2 separate regions of the Mus musculus genome follow, and region 2 is linked to region 1. Evidence: chromatin contacts called from public HiChIP or PLAC-seq data. All regions are on one chromosome and are shown on one strand. The core of a region is the stretch at or near the end of the contact, and the rest is flanking DNA. Distances in the headings are between cores, read along the strand shown. Region 1 has its middle 130 kb from the start of Gm41044. Region 2 has its middle 21 kb from the start of Gm41046.

Evidence for each region. HiChIP or PLAC-seq counts read pairs in DNA pulled down with a chosen protein or histone mark.
Region 2: a RAD21 HiChIP or PLAC-seq map of pro-B cells shows a contact between it and region 1, with 6 times the contacts expected there. The contact joins two enhancer-like sites. A contact is called at or near these places in 1 of 15 datasets of contacts at CTCF or cohesin (pro-B cells), 6 of 484 Hi-C or Micro-C datasets (the C10 cell line, the HPC-7 cell line, bone marrow-derived macrophages and 3 more) and 5 of 115 datasets of contacts at active chromatin or transcription factors (embryonic basal ganglia, embryonic stem cells, fibro-adipogenic progenitors and 1 more).

The regions. Positions count from the first base shown.
Region 1 is chr13:102,142,770-102,145,306 of GRCm38.p6, forward strand. No RefSeq gene overlaps it. Among named protein-coding and RNA genes, the nearest start is that of Gm41044, 130 kb to the left of the region's middle. Within about 2 kb of position 1,267, at least 16 of the 459 cell types and tissues checked have an H3K27ac peak or open chromatin away from gene starts, as enhancers often do. A contact at or near this core is called in the HPC-7 cell line and pro-B cells, where this site is marked.
Region 2 is chr13:102,643,763-102,646,299 of GRCm38.p6, forward strand. No RefSeq gene overlaps it. Among named protein-coding and RNA genes, the nearest start is that of Gm41046, 21 kb to the right of the region's middle. Within about 2 kb of position 1,264, at least 71 of the 459 cell types and tissues checked have an H3K27ac peak or open chromatin away from gene starts, as enhancers often do. A contact at or near this core is called in the HPC-7 cell line and pro-B cells, where this site is marked.

The DNA.
Region 1 (2,537 bases), core at 17-2,516:
GCCTACACACAATTGCATGCATTGGGAAATTGACTCTCCTGAAAAGCCTCCTCCTTACACTGCCCCACGCATTGACGAAGTTTCCTGTTACCGAGTGTCTGTTCTTGTATATGACATGGCAAGTGACAATAACAGACATGCACACTGGCATACCAGATGTCTGCTGCTTAGAGGGCCCAGCTGTGTGTTACGTATTAGCCGTTAATACAGAAAGGTTCCACAGCAGAAATGGACACCTTCTATACAGAACGCAGTATTGCCCTTTGCTAAGCCCCCATAGTAGTGCTGGCAGGACATCCTACGGAAAATTGCAGCCGCCATATTGCCTTCTGGCCAAACACAGAGCCTCTGCAGCATGACTGAGGGACGTTTAGGCAACACTTCCTTGTTGTCTTCCAACATTTGTCCTTAGGTACCCTAGGGCTGTCCTCCCACCCACACAATCGCCATGATGATGCCAGTGGTGAGCTAGTGTTCCTTTGTTCTCTACTCCAGCCATGCCAACCTTCTTATATGTCTTCCTTATGTGAATATAAGTCCCACATACTTGGAAGCGCTAGGCTACGGGGCAACTCAGGGTTCAGGCTTTGCTTGCACATATCCCATCCACCCTACACCCCCATCCCTGTGGTTTCTTTACACTGTTCTGACTTACTTCCCTTAAAGGTTTTTTGTTGTCTTTGGTTTTTGTTTGTTTGCTTGTTTTTTTGTTTTTGTTTGTTTGGTTTTTTCTACCTAAAAATATAATCTTCAGTCTGGAGAGATGGGTCAGAAGTTAAGAGCACTGGCTCCTCTTCCAGAAGTCTCAGGTTTGATTCCAATACCCAGAGGGTGACTCCGCACCACCTGTGAATCCAGTTCCAGAAGATTCCATTCCTTCTGCCTTCTTCAGGCACCAGGCATGTACATTGTGAAGAGACACATGTGTAGACAAAACGTTCACATAAAATAATTAAACAGATATTCGTCTTCTGGTTATTTTGGTGTTAGTGTTTGTATGCTGTTGGGCTTCTGGTTGGTACTGATTTCTAGTACAGGGCTATGGCTTGATGTATGGTAGAGGAACAAATACTTACTAACTGAATAGATGAAGGGATACATGAAATGAATTCATTGGCTTGGTCTGCATGGCTCAGTGAGGCGGGGTGGGAGAAGTGACTCAATCAGGTCTTTGGATTTCAAATTCCATGCTGTTTCTTGGACACATGGTTGCCTCTATTGCAAAACTTACATTTGGTTTCAGTGTTTATTCCTGAGAAAAAGAAACTAATTGAGACAGGAAACACGGGGCCCCTGTCACATCCTCCTGGGGGTGGAACTGTGTCACAGACTAGCATTTTCTTTTTTTCTTTTCCCCCATTGAAAGTATTGGTTTTTACAAACAACATGCAAAGGTTTGACACCCCACATCACAGCCACTATAGGCACAGATCTTCTAAGTCCTTCTTCATAAAGTTGGGCCATCTCCAAGCAGCCCCCAATGGCAAATAATACCATGGGCAGGGTCTTGAGGAAGACAGTGCCTTCCAGTCTTAATATTAAGTGAGCAGATTATAATCCCGACTTGAGCATGGTGTTCAACCAGTCTCTGTATATGACTTTTCCAACTCCTCCATCTGCACAGCAGAAGCAATCCTGTCCCTTCTGACATTTCCATATCTCTTTCCTCACAGGATACACACACATAAAAGATTAAACACATTTTTAGACCCCATTATTTATTAAGTATGCATTAATGATTTACACTACCATATTAAGAATTTTCAGATATGGAGTGATAATGTGCTCATTATGTAAAATTTTGACGACTAAGCTAAGTGAGAATGCCATTCATAACCTCTGCCAAGCTTATAGATGAGCTGTGGAATCACTTAATCAATCTCAGGAAGAAAAAAGTAGTTACTGAAACTGCATTTCGTATTTCATGATCATATTTTATAAAAGTCACAGTTTAAGTTTTAAGGCATGGACGTGTTTGTGGTATTTAGTTTCGTGTCAATAAACATATCACATATTTACACTTTTGATTTTAAGAATATATCTCACTACACATGTGCATAAATTATAAATGTGCATTTGTACATAACACCTGTTAAAGTCACGAAGAAAATTCAAAATTTTACAGATTTCTATAAAAAGACCCATTTGTCTCAATATCATGCATGTATGAAAATATACATCGAATAGAGGTTAAGCATTTTGTAAGCAACTTTATTATGTCTTTGTACTTGATATTTGTTCAGAGTTCTATTTTCTATTATTATATGATTAGTAGCATACAATAAATAACATTTAACTATTGTCCTACTGACGGCTCTCCTGGAGTTTCTAGTTTTGTTCTCAGCATTAGCATCTCTCTAAGATGGATGGCTCAGTGGATAAGGTGCTTGCACACACATATGAGGATCAAAGTTTAAATCCCGAGAGCCTACATACAAGTTGGGCAAATGTGGAAGCCTCCTGCAATCTCATCACTCAGGAAGCAGAGACCAAGGATTCCTAGAACAGGCTGGCTAGCTAGCTAAATTGGTGAGTTC
Region 2 (2,537 bases), core at 14-2,513, 500 kb after region 1:
TGGTAAAGTATAGGCTTGGCACACTGGAGGCCCCGGGTTCAAACCCAGCTCACAGTCAGATACAGCAGTGCTGGGCTGGAGTCCCGGAGACTTTGTTTGCTGAATCTTAAGGACCCATGAACTCAAGACCAGATGGGGCAACAGAGTGAGATTCTGTCACATAATAACAACAAAATACTTCCAGCCACACACACACACACACACATACACACACTGCTCTCTATATTGTCTCTTTCCTTTTCTTTGTTAAAGTAATTCATAATGTTTTATTAGATTTTTATCTAAATTCAAATTGTGATGTGTAGACATTTCCCTCTAACATCCCTGAATTTTTCCCTAGAGAATAACTACAAGGCCCCATGCCATTTCCTGCCGTGTAGTGTGGCACTCGTAGGGGAGTTAGTTCTTGGGACCTCATGGTAGGAATGGAAATGCTCTCATATCTCCTGATCTAGAGGGCTGCTCTGAGTTCAGCAATGCGAATCCCTGGGCTTCTCTGCTTGTTCCCCTGGACGACTTTCCACTCCTGCCTTCAGGAACCAGATTGTCCGAGCCATTATAGCAACATCCCATCTTCCGTGTACAAACTTGTGAAATACCAGCTTTTCATCTCACTGTCGGCAAATGGACGCCTTATGCACATACAGAACACTCTGCCACGACTCTAGTCACTGGAAATAACGTGGCACTGACATCAGGGAGTCACATAACAGACGACATGTCTAAAGGACAGAACTATTTTCCACAGAGTATTAATTTACCAACTTCCTACATGACAATTTCCCAAAGCAGCCGAGAACATCTGTGACCCGCAGGCTTCATGTTTCCCTTAATGGGGCACTAATTGTTTTTAAATAAATGTCCCCCACTGTGCAAGCTCTCAACGTAGAATAGAAGTGGGTTGAGGGGTAGAAAGCCTAGCCTATCATTCTGATGTCTAAAATGTCACACTTTCAAAGATGCCAGGGAGATGAAATGCATTTAATAATCAATGTAAAAAATTTAACACATGTTGAAGCTCCTGTTTGAATTATAAAAGTATCAATTATAAAATGTCTACCCTCCCCCGCAAAAATACCAATTTCCACTCCCTATAACATTGCTCCTTAAAATGGTTACAGGCGGGATCCACATGCATACAGCAGACTACACAGGCGTTGCTGGTGCATGCGTTTTGCTGGCTCGCTCTTGACACAGACTATTTTCTGCACGAAAGGCTCTTTCATTGTGTTTTCCTTATTTGTATCTTTTTCGGGGTTTGGAAATGAGGTGTTTTCATAGCGCCACCTTGTGGTCATGAGCCATATGAAATTTATACACCCAGCCTAACCTCAGCTTCCTTTCCCGGACTCGGCTTGTTGGAGATTTTTGTTTCGCCTTTGTTATTGTTTTCTCTTTCCTTCTAGTTAATATTCAAGAGTTGTTCTTTGCCAGTGATGCTACTGAGAATAATGACCCAATTCAAACAAAATAGACCATTAAAAATTTTTATGAAAATGTCCTAATGTAGTACCTGCACACTTAGGGATATGCCCCTCAATCAAGGGACTGCGGAGAGGGGTGTGCTAAAACCCCATGGGCACAGGAGAAATGTTGAGGCGGGCTTTAACTGAGAGCATTCTGGCTAAACTTCCCTTACATCTGCCGTGGTTTTCAGGGCTGGCGCTGGTCTGAAATTCAGAGAGCTCAGCAGGACAGGCAACTGATTCCAAGGCACAACGATGGGAATATTAAAGCCATTGATATTCTCCACACGGCAGCAGGAGCCACAGCCAGGTGCTAAAGGAATTGGTGGTTTATGAAGAAATAATCAAATATTCTTTCCTTCCCTTCTCTTTTTTTTGTTTTGTTTTGTTTTGTTTTTTGTTTTTTTGTTTTTTGTTTTGCTTTTTTTTTCCAGCCTCACACCAGACCCAGCCTTCTTATCTCCAGGGAGAAGAGTGCCACTCTGTAAAAATAATAGAACTCTTCCCCCCATGTCTCCCAAAACCACTTCAATTCTGAAGGCTTCATTACACTCGAAGAAACTCCGGTCCAATGACAGGTGTGGACTGTCAAGCTTTGAGGTAGGTAATCATGGAATAGAGTTTTTAAGATTTAGATAACTAAATCCACTGAAGGCTCCATCCACCTTTGTAAGTCGTTGACTCTCAGAAATTTGAAACAGGCCGGGAGGTAAATTTGCATGGTAGAAACAAAAGAGGAGAGGATACCTGGGGGTGACATTAACAAGAAAGGACCCGGTCCCTGGGCTACTTAAGAGCACCAAGGCTGCTCAAGGACCTTCCCTGAGTGGAGGCCTTGGAAAAGGTGACCTAATTTAAAGGGCGAGCTGAGATTCACACATAACTTTGTGCATGCATGCGTGCACATAAGCTCAAGGATAAACATCCAGCCCCGTTGGCATAGACATCGGGTTTCGCCTCAGCTCCTAGATTTGACCTCTGTGAAAGACAATGGCTTCTGACTTTCTCAAACGTCAACAAGAAATCCGCAAAGAAGGCATAGGGGTCAAGGACTCGAAAGTCGCATTTGTA